Linked DNA regions of Bombyx mori: region 1 is linked to region 2. The links are chromatin contacts, called in public Hi-C maps. All regions are on one chromosome and are shown on one strand. Each heading gives the region's core, a stretch centred on a gene start, on an enhancer-like site or on the middle of the called end of the contact. The rest is flanking DNA. Distances are from core to core; before and after follow the strand shown.

Region 1 (7,744 bases), core at 3,455-5,954, 81 kb before region 2:
TTGAGTCGACTATTATCAAAGGCGGCAATCTGACTTTTGGACAATGATAGGTAAATCAGAAAAACGAATTATTGACTTTGTATTCCATTGGCAGTCACAAAACTCTTCGGAACGACATCTTAGATAAATAACAGGTTAACTATTAACCTTTATTTAATGCAGGTTTTGAACCGTATTCTTTGAAGGAGACGATTATATTCAAATAAATCTGTATTGACATATCAATAATTTTTTTTTGTCCAAATGTACAGATTGCCGCCTTTGATAATAGACGACTCAATTATCCTAATATCTGAATAATCTGTACATCGGACATTAGCATCGGACCCAAAATTATGACTAAGTTGAATTAGGTTGTTATTTTTTTGTAAGCTGGGCCCGGAGAATTGGGTTCAAAAACATTTTCACATGACGACAAGACTAAGTACGCGGCCATGGCCGACCCGGCTGGCTGCGTCATCGACATTCCAATCCCCGGCGCTCCCCTCCCGGCGAACCTCATACCCCCCTCGGTTTGCGTGCATTCAGTACGCGGAGTACTCATACCTACTGAGAAAGGAATTTCAATCCAACTGTAACTCGAGCTCTCTGCACAAAAAGCGAATTCTCGTAAACATTAACGAGCTTGTCAACAACAGTAAATACGTTATTAAAACAGGAAGCAGACGGATAATCCGTAGCACCTACCTACATTTACATAGAATGTAAACTATATCAGTAAAATTTACTCTATAAGAATGTATTTTTCAAATAAGAATTCTACAACAAAAAAACCAAACCTATTACGCTTTTCTTTATAGTAAAGTTATGTGATACTATGTAAACAAGTAAACAGTATCATTCATGTTACTGAATTACAGAGGCAATTATGGAAATTAGTAAAACAGACTTATATTAAAACGTTCTAAACAAACGTTCGTAAATCATTACAGATAGAAAATTTATATTAAAAGTAACAAATTCAGAAAAACATCGTAAAACAATGGCCGCATAATAACACACCGATCGATATTTACCATTTCTGTTTTTAGTATCTACGAATAGTGGCATTTTTGAATTATTAAGTCTAAACGAATCCGACGACACGAAACATTCACGTAACACTTTGAATGCACATTTCTCTAAAACTATACACTATGTATCCAGAAAGATTTATTTTATTTTCTTTATATAATGGCGTTTGACTGGCTTCAAGCATCGTTGTCGAAATACTCGTCGTACACATCGTCTGCCTTGGTGGCGGTATCGTATTGCGACGACCACCCTAAATGCGCATGCGTGCGTAATGACGAGGGTTCCACATCTACGTCATTGGGGTGCGTTTACAGCTGTCTGCTTCAGTATTAAAAAAAAGATAATTTGTAACAATTGAAATTTTCCTTTAAATGGACACCTAAAATGCACTCATTCTGACTTTATACAGAACATGTCTATTTAAAAAGAATATGTCATATGTAAATTGACAACACAGTACATAGTATCTATCATAATTGATGTTTTACAATTTTCAACCTACAGTGTAAAAGGTGGTCCAAGATAAAAAAAAGGATTTAGTATTTCTCACAACAGTGCCTTTTCACACGTCTGCGGTCATGGTACGGTCGCCGTGCGGGAAAATGTTTAAGCTGTAATCATTACATCTTCGTATGTTCGGGTTTGGAAGAAGGATCATTATTATCCTTTATAGTCGTTAATGTGATGAAATTGAGATTTCGACTTCGCGTCCAATGGTGAGGCGAAACCATAGCTCCGTGCCGCAAAAAAGCATTTTTAATTACACGGCCATCATACCATAGGTATCATAACTCACACAATCCTATTTCACACATGGCACGGCGACCGTGCCGTGATCGTGGTCATGTAAAAAGGCGCTAAGAACGAAGCGGGAGGGATAGTTCTCAATCAGGCATCGTCTGGGGCGACGTTGCCGTACCGTTCACAGCCGACCGGATTTCATTCATATTTAAGTCGCGACGTTGCCGTCTTCGGCGGAAACCGCGACCACACAACGTAAAAAAGGGGCTATGGAATGTGGCTGCAGTTTACTGTTGGGTGGGTCAAAGCCTAAATTTTCTGAAAAAAAGCCCCTTCGGAATTTAGACAAACAGTATTTGAAGTTTTTTTATTAAATTCCGTAGCACTTTTTTTTAATGTGAATAATCTGAAAGCTTGTTTTCAAGGCATTAATACCCAAAAATGTATTCATTCTAATATCAAAAAATCTGGAAGGAAATTATTACAAGTAGAAAATCTCAGTAAAATTTAGCAAGGTGCTTGGGAAACGGCGAGAGGCGGTGCCCGGCGAGCAAACAGCGTGGGGAAGGGGACGGGGCCATGTTCTCATGCCTATGGGTGGTCGCCGCTCGGCTTTCGAATTCCTTTGCCTCGCCTGTAGCGCCTACGCTCTACTCTTATCTGTTAAGATTGGTTATCTACGAGGACTGTCGCGTACAAATGCATCGCTACACAACTTCATTCGCATAACGCATTTATACCTAACAAACTTACAGACCCACGGTCAATCTCGAAGCTCGCAGCTGACACCATGAATGAGTTCAAAACTATGAATGAATTTAAACGTTTGTTAATGTCGTCTAAACAAACTTTGGTTACTCTCATCATTATAAAAGTTGAAAAAACAAACTGAAGGATCGAGGCCCGGAAACGGATGTGAACGTCCGCCAGATGGAGCGTGTATTCATACTAAAACCAGCATTGAGCGGAGCGTATAAACAAACTTTAATGACTACAACCGCGATATCCTTCGTCGCTTGGAAATTCGAATAATTTTTTACGCGTTTATCAATTTCAAACTTTTCTTAGTTAGAATTAATTATTACAAAATTATTAGAACTGTCTATTGATATTATGAATAGCGTACGTTATACTCCAGTCCAGTAAGGATGAAGCCAGAATAGAATAGGTGTTTAGGTAGACAAAAAAATGCAATAATGGTATGTAGTGGTTAACAAAAATTTTTTGGATTTAGCATTCATGCCGCTACAACGCGAGTAGCGACACCTATCAGTTATGGAAGTACCCTGAATGGCACTGGCAATATTTTTATTAACCAATTGCATTTTTTTAAATATTCTCATTATTTCGACCGCGCCATACATAGGTTAGATACGCAGTCAGTGGACGTGCTTACCTATACATTAGAAATCATTCATTCAATGTTTCCCATGACTAAAACAAACTTTGTTACAAAGACGAACTTTGGCATATAAATGACTCAATTGACTGATATCGAATTTAATTTAATTAGGTCTTATAAAGGCACAATCTGTTGTAACAATATGGGCATTATATAATTATGAGCCGCAGTATTATTGATAGATTTCTAAGTTTCATGAAGAAAATACATCCGAAAATGAATTTAATTAAGCTGTTTTTTTTAATACGTAGATACAGCGTGTGGGTTAAGAAATTTTACTTGTCACTAATGTTCATAAAATTAAGATTTTTTTTTTTATTATTGAAAACGAATAAATTTCTTTTTATTTTGAATTTGATTGGAAAGAATGATGTTTAGTGTGATTGGCCTGACAGTCGCCGGCTGTATTCGTATACATAATCAATGCCACAATCATTCGATAGATGGCGGTACTTGTTTCATTTGAATTTTTTAAATGCTATCTACCTAGTTATTTTTAAACAATCAAAAATATTATTACAGACAGTGTATTAGATTTTCCTTCCGTTCCAATTAATTTTACACTAGTAGCATCCACAAATGTTAGTCATATAATAGAAAAACAACATGAAATTTATATAGGTAGCTGCCATTGCCAAATTTAAAGGCAGTGACTGTTACAAAACAAGAGGCCACGTTGGGTACTGTGTACATAAAGACAAGGTCAATTAATTCAAACGAGTAAAGTTCAAAAAAAAACAAACATGAACAAAACATAATTATAATCTGAACACAAAATTCAGATTAAGCATTTGTTCAAGTTGTGATTAAAATAAAATGTTGATAGTTTCTTATCTATTTGGAGATTACTGGACAGTATTCTTAGAAATAAACACTCAGAATTCTAGAAAATAAGTCTCTTGTAAAACACATTGTATTGCTAGAGTTGCTGTTTTTCTTGATATAATTTAAAAGAAGTTTTAAATAAAATCTAATAGGATTAAAATGTTTTTAAAGTATGAAGTCCAATTTGAAAAACTATACTTTTATGTATTTAATCACTAAAATAATTATATGTACATGGAAATATTTATGAGCAATATTTATTAATAAATAATATATTTTGGAAGTTTAAATAAGTAGCCACAAAATTTGTGGTAACAATCAAATATTATTCACTAATTAATTTCAACTAACAAAAGTAAAACCATATTAAGAAAAATTTACTTGACATGAATCTCTGTAATTTTATATTTATAACTAAATGCTTTACTAACATACTAACAACAACTCATAAAATTGAATTCTCCATATGTTGATACAGAGGTTATGTAAGCAATTTTTTACCTTTCGTCAACTCCATTGGTATATTTTTCCTTTTTTTTAGTAACGCATAAAACGTATATTCTTATGTTTTTGTTTAATCACTGACACTCGTCTTGCAAAAACAAAATAGTATGAAGTTCCAAAACGTCAACGCAGCCAGACAGAACCGAGTAGCAACTAAAGAAGAGCGCGGAGTTTCACGTTAACATTCACACTACCGAAGTGAAGTGAGTTTAATAATGCAGCGCCAGCGATGGGCGAGCCGAGCAGCAAGTAGTGGATTATAGGATTGTAGCTCGAACTCTTTCTAACACGTACGAATATGAATCTTTTTTTCTCGCTCTCAACGAATCAACCAATCATAGCCTTAGCCGCCGAAAGAATTTAGTGATTTTTTAGATTATGAATTTATTGTTTCGCTCTCTTGTTGTATTTAATTTAAAATAAACTCTGCTATTTTTCTATTTACATTTAATTTTTATAGTTGAGACTGTAATGTTAACGAGAAGAAAACTCCTATTCAATAATTAAAAAAGTAAATGTAGTACAATGTATCTGTATTCTGTAATTTTATCCGTATCCGATTTACCCGTAAAATACAGCTAGTTTCGATTAACTTCAACAATTTTACGGAATATTTTCCCTCATTGCCAATTTCAAAGGTCATTTCATCAACAGTTGCTTGCTGATAGTGCCTAGGGTTCCATCTATTACTGATTAAATAAATAGTATCATTTAATGCACATTGAGTAGACTTATGAATATGACATTGAGTCTCTTATAATGTTTACATCTACCACTACCCTACACACGGTGTGCACTATAGTAAAGTATTTTTCATCTACACTTTCATTTCCACTCTCTAAAGTTTCACCCATTCCTCTAATTTGGTAGGATTTAAGTTAAATAATCTTTTTTTATAATAAATTAATTCTTACCTCAAAATTCCGATTATTTTATAATTCTTATCAATCAAATAAAGTCTGGAGGAAAATGGGTAACAACGATTTTATACATACCTCCTGAAGTGCTTGCTATATTTTCTGAATTTACTTCGGTCGATTCATTTTCCTGATTCATTTTAGTAATTTAAAACAAACTATATATTTTGTCTTTCCGATGGGAATTCCATTTTCAGAATATTATTTTGCATATACACATAATGTTAGGATGTATTGTACTGAAGACGATCTAAAATTAAAAAGTAGTATTAGAAAATAATATGTACCTTAGTAACTTTTTTTAGTTTCTGACACTGACACTTAGATCACATTAAATGAAATTAAAACTTTTTAGTACCATGAACGAAAAAGGCAATTTACAAACGGCGGCGTTCTGTTCCAGATGCCGCGGATATAATGCGAAATACGATATAATCTATGCTAGTCCGATAGGTGATAATCGTTCATACATAAATTAATGTTATGTGTAGGTAGATTTGTTTATTGACAATGTTCAGAAAGACGTATCGATTGCGTCACTAATATTTTTAGCATGTCTGCACATATAATATTTTCTGTGCAACAAAATCGTAACATAACATTTTTGCGCTTTTTAATTAACTTTTAATTAATGACCATTTCCTAGTAAATAATTTCATACGAAACGCATTAATAATCATTTTAAAAATGTAGGTAATGACTTTATGATAACCCAAGTTTAGGAAGAAATGATTATTTATGTTACGGGCTATGTAAAATAAGTATCTATCCAGATTTACTTACTAAGTAAAATGTTATGAAATGTATTAAAAAAAACATGGATAAACGAATGATGAAAAAAAAAAAAAAAATTGGCTCGTGGCAGGTGCGCCAACAGCTTGCGAGCTGCGAGTGTGCGGGCGTGCAGCAGCATCGACAGCTGCACTTCCACGTGCTCACCAGCTGTCGTCTTCATCCCTTACCTCTCACCCCCTCATCATTGTCCTAATTTCCTTGCATTTGGGACCCTCGCTTTATTCAAGTTTATAAGTTTCTTTAAAAGATACGAATAACGTTATAGAAAGAATTATCAGTTTAATTTATTGATATAGTTTGGTAGATTCTGAGAAGCACGGCTCTTGTTAGGGTTCGTGTTAGCAACGTCGTCAAGTTTAAGCCCCGTGAGCTCACCTACTAGTTAAGGTTACGCTGAAATAGCCTCTCAAGGCTATCAGCTTAGAAAAAAAATAAATATACTTAATTAATACGAGAGAGCATATATGTTTTATTTATTCACAAACCTGTACTGGCTGGCAGATGAAGTAGAGCCGACTACTACTAACCTTTTAATGACATCGATAAACTTCTTAGAAAATCAACATTTTATAAATAGGCATTGTAGATTTCAAACCTACAACCTCTAGTGAGCGACCTAAAAAGCCTTAAGTTTCTCCATACTCCATAATCATACCGACTTCGATTTGCGGGGAAGTCCTGGAGTCCCTAATGCGAAGAATAATATATAATGTTTAGGAGTCCCGATCTTGAAAAGAGAGCAGTTTTATTGTTGCAAAATCAAATATTTCCTGTGTGAATTATGATCAGAGTGAAGCAGTCTACACCGTTCTAAACGTTTAATTACCAAACTAACTATAATTAACAAACTAGCCACGGTCTTAAAAATCAGTGTTTACAGTGTATGGGAAAAATACAACCGACTTCAAATGAAGTGGTTCTCAATTGAGAGCGTGTGTTACTTTCATTCTACTGTATTTTTTTTGCACATCGTTCAACGTATGTCTATTCAAAATCAGCTGTCAAGCGAAGTAAATGTATCACGCGAGAGCCCAGGTGTCCGGCAACAATCTATAATTCAGATTGCGCATTTACGAAATACGCACTTCATAAAAAGTGTTTGGGTTCTTGTTTTCTCGAGTTATATCTGTATTCTGTTTATAGTCGTTATATAGGTACATAATTCAATCTCATCTCTCAATCCGAATGCTGGCAGTCACGTTGTAATGAAGCATGGACTCTTTGAATTTAAAAATTTTAAAAATATTAATTGTTTTAGATGGTATTGTGACTTCGACTTATATCTGGATTGGGTAGAAGATAGATATTCTCTTTGCGGCGTCTATTGGCTCCGATAACCATTATCATAAGATGAAATGCGAACTGGACTAATCTGCTAGGTTAGCCTAGCAGATTAGTCCACATTAGTACTTAGGTACATTATTTTGTACAAAAATTATGACTTCTAAAATGCTCATAGATATGATCGTTACTTATTTATTATAATTATTACGTACAATTAATTTAATTTAATCTCTAAAACACCATAAGGAAAATACTTCAATGG
Region 2 (7,508 bases), core at 4,696-7,195:
AGACGATACGCTGGTCGTGTCCCGGGGGGGGGGGGGGGGGTTGCTCGTCTTGCCACCGCTGGGGTGGCGCATGTCGTCGGCAAAATCAGGAGATTGGGCCTCGACGTGACACTCAGTAAATCCGAGGCCATGTGGTTCCACAAGCCCCGGAGTGCCACCTGTTGATGCCCATATCGCGGTTGGAGGCGTCCGTATCGGGTCGGGGTGCAGTTGAAGTACCTCGGCCTCATTCTGGACAGTCCTTGGACCTTCCGTGTTCACTTTCAGAACCTGGTCCCTCGTTTCTTGGGGGTGGCCGGCGTGTTAAGCTGGCTTCTTCCCAACATCGGGGGGCCTGACCAGGTCACGCGCCGTCTCTATACGGGGTTGGTGCGGTCAATGGCCTTATATGAGGCGCCCGCGTGGGGCCAGTCACTGGCCGTGAGGGGTAGCGAAGTTGCTGCAACGGCCGCAACGCACCATCGCGGTCAGGATCATCCGTGTTTATCGCACCATCTCTTTCCAGGTGGCGTGTGTACTGGCTGGGACGCCGCCTTGGGTCCTGGAGGCGGAGGCCGCTGACTATCAGTGGCGGGCTAACCTTCGTGCCCAGGGCGTGGCGCGTCCCAGCCCCAGTGTGGTCAGAGCGCGGAGGGCCCAATCTCGGCGGTCCGTGCTGGAGTCATGGTCCAGGCGGCTGGCCGATCCTTCGGCTGGTCATAGGACCGTCGAGGCAATTCGCCCGGTTCTTGTGAATTGAGTGAATCGTGACAGAGGACGCCTCACTTTCCGGCTCAAGCAGTTACTCACTGGGCATGGTTGCTTCGGTGAGTTCCTACACCGGATCGGAGCCGAGCCGACGGCAGAGTGCCACCATTGTGGTTGCGACTTGGACACGGCAGAGCATACGATCGCCGCCTGCCCCGCATGGGAGGGGTGGCGGCGTGTCCTCGTCGCAAAAATAGGAAACGACTTGTCGTTGCCGAGTGTTCTGGCATCGATGCTCGGTGACGACGAGTCGTGGAAGGCGATGCTCGACTTCTGCGAGTGCACCATCTCGCAAAACGAGGCGGCGGGGCGCGTGAGAGATGCACAGGCCCGCCCCCGTCGAGCGGGGTCCAGGGAGGCGGATCTCGCCCAAGCCCTGGCCCTCCTAAGTGTTTCGGGTCTCCCTCACATGTCGGCCTGGGGACCGGCGAAGGGGGCCTAAGAAGACGACGCCGCGACGTGCAAGCTGCTCTGCATACGTTTTACGTATGAGCATCCGGGTGATGGAAGGCCGGCTATCCCCAACCCGCCCTGGTTCTGACCCAGCGGGGTATTCCGTAGGATAGACCATTCTAACCGGCGCCATCTAGGCGGGCTTCGGACAGCCTGCCGACCGAGAGGGCTGGTGGTTGTGGCGCCGACGACCGCCAGTCCGGCATCCCGAGGGGGAGGGTGATGGGAGAGATGTGCTCCGCACTAAGCACTTCACTTTCCCCCCTTTGCCTTTTCATGAGCTCTGTCTCATGCGAGGTTTGGATGCTGGTTGTTGAGCGACAGGAGGTTTTAGTCGGTTAGTGAAAGGCGGAAATCCGGCGATTTCCACCTGACACAAAAAAAAGTGTGGCACTCGGGAACTGCGGCGGTAAAGCTGTTGCATAGCATTTTTTATCAACTTATGACATTATAATTAGACAATGATAATTTAATATTAAAACAATAATAAAACAAGGCCACGCTATATTAAACCTTAATAAAGGCAAAACCTTAACTGTCCCCTTCACACTCATAAGCTAAAGCGCGTGAGAGAGAGATGGGCAGACTTTTTAGGATTTGCATGCAGTGTGACATCACGCCACGCGCTTATTCACAAACACTACACAAGCGCAACGTGTGAATGTGTTGAACGCGAGCTACATGGTAGGCGGAGTGAGGGGTGTTAGGTTTTTTTCGTTACGGAATTTCATGATTCGGTCGCCGCGCTCAAGGCCCGCGATAAAAGCTATGCAAGAGCTTAAAAATGTATGAACTTGTAATAAAATCTCTTTGGCTATACTATTTGTATCTGGCTGGTTTTGGTATCATTAAAAGTTTAAATTCGAAAGAAGATAATTCCAAATTAAAATTAGGAAGATGTGTGATTTTTATTTATTTTTCGTACTGTCAAGATGAGTGAATCTAATGAAGACAATCGATACATTTGAAAATTTTACTACAAAAAAAGGAAAAAAGCAACGCAAGCCGTGAAAAAAATTTGCGTTGTTTATGGACCTAGTGATGTGTCTGTGAGAGTAGCACAAATTTGGTTTAAGCGTTTTCAATCCGGAAATTTTGATGTCAAAAATGCACGTCGCTCTGGTCGCCTTATTACGGATAAAATCGATGCCATTTTTGAAAAAGTGGGGCAAGATCGGCATATCAGTAGTTCAACGTAACTGAAGAACTAGGAATTGACCACAAAATAGTAATGGCGCATTTGAAAAAAACTGGGTACACAAAAAAGCTCACTGAAAGAAACCTAATGAACCGTATACTAATTTGTGATTCTTTATTACGACGTAATGAAACCGAACCATTTTTGAAGAAGCTGATAACTGCTGATGAAAAGTGGATCACGTACGACAAGAACGTACGAGAAAGGTTGTGGTCAAAGGCCGATCAGGCTTCACAGACTCTGGCGAAACCCAGGTTAACTCGCAACAAGGTGATGCTGTGTGTGTGGTGGGATTGGAAGGGCATTATACATTATGAGCTGTTACCACCAGGCAGGACCATCGATTCTGAACTCAACTGCGAACAACTAATGAGATTAAAGCAAGAAGTTGAGAGAAAGCGGCCGGAATTATACAACAGAAGGGGTGTGGTTTTTCATCACGATAACGCTAGACCTCACACATCTTTAGCCACTCAGCAAAAATTAAGAGAGCTTGACTGGGAGGTGTTATAATGCATCCGCCATATAGTTTTGACCTTGCACCTTCAGATTTCTACCTGTTTCGGCCTCTTCAGAATTCTTTAGGCAGTGTCAGGTTAACATCACGAGAGGACTGCCAAAACCAATTGTCGCGGTATTTTGATCAGAAGCCCCAAAATTTCTATAGCAATGGGATCATGTCCCTACCTACAAGATGGCAAAAAGTTATCGAACAAAATGGTACCGACATACTTTACTTAAATGTGAATAAATTATATTAAAAAATGTGAATTTTCTTAAAAATTGCGAAGGAACTTTTTCCCCAATCTATTATTATATAGAAATAAAATAGTAAACAATGTTTACAATAAGTGGGCTGTTTAGGCTTACTATACTATACTATTTGACATTGGACGGTAATGGGTAAATTGTAAAAAATAATAATCTAAGACAAGTTTTTGAACAATAATTATATAAGCAGTTCCATTTTATATAAAAATTATGATTCTTACATCAGTAATTTCTTATAACATGCTAGAAAAATGCTTTAAAATGCCCTTATGTTAAAAACAAGAAAGAAAGTAAAGAAAACCTCAATTTGTGTTAGTTTACGTATGTGTAATATTTTAAAACTCTGCATGGTAGTTTTTTTTTTTCTAATGTTTAAAATAATTTCTGGCGCAATGTAATTAAGGTAAAATTGCTCTAATTTTTTAACTATCATCGATCATGTTCCGCAGAATCTTGTTACAACTTGATTGCGTACGGTGTGTGGGCTATCCTACGAAATCTATGTTAATTACAGTCAAACCTGGATAAGCGAGAGTTCAAGGGAGCACAATCTCATTCTCGCTTATAGAGGTTTCTCACTAAACCGAGTTTCTCTCTAATGCACTCTCTGAATTTCATTTCGCGGTTTTCCGGATTGAAACGCATTCACTATTTTAAGTTTATCACTTAATGACAGTACATTAATTTTCCGTTTTAATATGATGCAGAACAGAACTTTCCTTCGCAATTAACGATAAAAAAAAAAGAGTAAGTCCGACAAAGAGAACGGTACACAGGCACACGTGTCCATTCGAAAAGAATGCGATAAAATAACAAGGTTATTTAGTTTCACACAAGGTTCAATATTGACGAGAAAACAATACAAAAACAATGGTAGGAAGTTCCATGAAAGCTACGAATGAGTCATAAAATAGCAGAATTTGTTTTGTCATTTGTTCCTCCTAAATAATATATTTAAATAAAGCTCGACTGTCGCTTATAGAGGTAAAGATAAGTAGCAGTCTCACTTACGGAGGTCCATAAGGGAAAAACGACTCTCTCTTACAGAGGTTTCTGTTTCTCGCTAATAGAGGTTTTGGGAGCTTAAAATGACGGGTCCTGGCTATTACTCTCACTTATAGAGTTTTCTCACTTATCCAGTTCTCACTTACCCAGGTTTGACTGTATTTTAAGTTTTTATAACATCATACAGCGTAGAAATATAAACTAATTATTCGTTATTGTGTAGTAGGTGAGTTTTAATTTTAGTAAAATTTAAAATACTATAAAGTAAATGAAATTACAAATTTTACAGCGCCCCCCTAACCCACATCAACGCCCCCCATTTTTTCCTGGACCCCTTAACGCCCCCCTCTAGGTTTCAAACGCCCCCCAGGGGGCGTTATCGCCCACTTTGAGAAAGACTGCTGTACACCATTCTATACATACCTAATGGAACCGCGACGACAGAAAAGTTTAAGTACTTTTCTTTTTAATTGTTCGCGTAGATGGATGGAGTAATTGTTCCGGAGCTCAGAGTCATCTAAACGTCAATGCCACCTGCTAGACGTAAGGCTTGAGACAAGAGTTCTAAGTCTCCGTTTTTACAGTACAACGGCTGCCCCACCCATCAAGCCAGAATAGGCTGGACGGTGGTAACTATCCATGCGAACGTGATGTAGTGAGCTAATAACTTTATCGTTTTGAAATTATACCTATTTACACCGAGTAAACATTATTGAGGCTGGCGACAAAACATTTAAACCAAAAAAATATGTAATGAATACAAAAAAATATTGTTGATAGTGGTCATGGTGTGTGGTAGAATTATCTGGAAGCGATAACGCACAGTAATAAAAAAGTCGGAATTCATGGGAATATAAAAAGCTTTGCCCCGGAATTTATTACGCATTTTCAAATTGGGAACGGGACCGACATTGGGTTTTACAAATGTTTGTGATCTGATAAAAACATTTACAGGACTTTATTCTCTTATTGCATACGAGCAGACAAACTCGCTTATTTGGTGTACGTTGCATAAATAAAAAAAAGAGGTATGCGTAAAACTGGAGTACATAAATTCATTATTCAAATAAAACGGAACACTGTTTGACCTTTTGATATACGTCGGGTTAATCAACAATGAAAAAACTTTAGGGACGCCAAATCAAATGGAATGCGGGGTTTATCGCGCTGAATCATTCCGTCTAGCAGACTTTCGCATATTAATACATTTCCAAATGCATCCCGCCGACGTGTGCCGTCGTCTGAGCTATTTCCGAGCGCCACTATTCTCGCTCAGACGCCTCAAGCGCCGTGGCGAACTAACGCACTTCACCTTTATTTAAAAAAAACCGCCTTTGATCAGACAAAACGAACACCCGACGAACAACGTTCGGCCCGTTACCCTTTGCTTCATTCCTGCGTAATGACATTCTCGCGTTCCGTGAAATATTAAAGCTCGCGAAAATCCTTCTGTTCTACAATTTATTTTGTATTCAGTTGAACTATTAAATGTATTATTATTATTGCTTAGATGGGTGGACGAGCTCACAGCCCACCAGGAGTTAGGCGGTTACTGGAGCCCATAGACATCCACAACGTAAATGCGCCACCCACCTTGAGAATAAGTTCTGCTGCCCCACCCCTCAAACCGAAACGCATTACTGCTTCACGGCAGAAATAGGCCGCGCGGACTCACAAGAGGTCCTACCGCCAGTAAAAGCATTAGTGTAAGAGACGTGGATGTAGTTTATTATAATGCAAATACTCGCATTAACTCTACCTCACGTTTCCAAGCGGATAGCGGTATTTCGGTCTCTCTGACTGAACCCATAGAGCTCGTATACATGTTCGGTATAGCATTACACCTCGAGTTACCAGTAATAGGTAAACGAAAAAGAATGAGAAGACGAAAAAGATATTTAGGTTGTCCTATTGGGACATGAGCTCGTTCCATAAATTTCTCTCTGATAAATACCCGAAAGCAGAAAACTTTCACTTACATTTTAATAATTTACATACCAACCTTTTGATTATATTAGGTATGGTAAAAAAATTATATTTTATCACAAAACTACAAAAGGCTCGTCCAGAGACCTCGCCTTAGGATGAATGGGCGGACTTCAGAAAATCTGGAAGGCCCAATAGTTGTGTTTGATAACCAAAAACTTCGGCCGACAACGTAGGAAGATTTCATTATCTAGTGGTGTTAATAGTCTGGTGTAGAAACGCTCATTCTTTATATAGCATAGAGCTTTCGTCTCTGGATCCCTAAATACTGGTCGTATACTATATTTAATAAATATACTGTAAATAATAGGTACCATTTGTGATTAAACAATATGTAAGTATTAACTGTCACACATATTGTTACCTAATAATAGTATTACTGCACTTAATTTAAAATACGTACCTGTCATATGTTTACGAATAACCCTCACTATAATATCTTTAAAAAAGGTTTGATAAAAATGATAACAAAAAAAAAATTATCGTTACAATTAAAATTGAATAATTATGATGGTATAGATTAATTGTGAGCTCAAACTTGAAGCAAGCATGCATGAAAATGAAATGTCTCAAGATATGAGATGCCATTTATCTTGGGTGGGTCGTCTAATCAATCAACCATTTACATAATAATATACCGTATTAATATATATCTCGTTGTTATAAAAAAAAATATATATATATCACATATTTATACCTAATATAGTCAGTAATTAACTATTTTTTTATTTTTTTTCGAATGCTGATCAAAAATGTTTTTTTTTATTGCTTCGATGGGTGGACGAGCTCACACACCACCTGTTTACCAAGTGGTTACTGGAGCCCATAGACATCCACAACGTAAATGCGCCACCCACCTTGAGATATAAGTTCTAATGTCTCAAGTATAGTTCTGTATAGTTACAACGGCTGTCCCACCCTTAAAGCCGAAACGCATTACTGCTTCACGGCAGAAATAGGCAGGGTAGTGATACCCATCCGCGCTGACTCACAAGAGATCCTACCACCAGTAAAAAAAATTTGGATTGATTTTGGATAAGGAACTTTTGCGCTATCTTAAAATAAATAAGAAATATATTTGTTCCATTAAAAATACGAGAGATGCAAAGGAAAAACATAGTAATCGTTATTGCACAGCTCAAAACTATACAAAAACAATTTTTTCCACTGAATTTGAATATAATTAAAAATTACTGCGTAATGCGTACTGGAGAACTTCATATTGCAGAAACACGAGCGATTCTCAAGGCAGAGAGAGTGCAAATGTAAAAAGTTCTAAATGAAAACTAAGGACCCCGAGATTATATAGAGAAATAGGGCACTATCAAACTAACGTACCAGACAGAAT

The links. A called contact is a pair of places that touch in the nucleus more often than the background predicts.
Region 1: a contact with region 2 is called in a Hi-C map of midgut, with 3 times the contacts expected there. The contact joins the promoter of Iap here to the enhancer-like site in region 2. A contact is called at or near these places in 4 of 7 Hi-C or Micro-C datasets (middle silk gland, midgut, posterior silk gland and 1 more).

What each region holds. Positions count from the first base shown.
Region 1 is chr23:8,317,342-8,325,085 of ASM3026992v2, reverse strand. It overlaps Iap (inhibitor of apoptosis protein), which reads right to left and starts at 4,704. Exons shown (of 2, transcript NM_001043559.1): 1 at 4,484-4,704. The coding sequence starts at 4,499.
Region 2 is chr23:8,237,603-8,245,110 of ASM3026992v2, reverse strand. No RefSeq gene overlaps it. Among protein-coding and RNA genes, the nearest start is that of LOC119630303, 16 kb to the left of the region's middle. Within about 2 kb of position 5,945, at least 3 of the 8 cell types and tissues checked have open chromatin away from gene starts, as enhancers often do.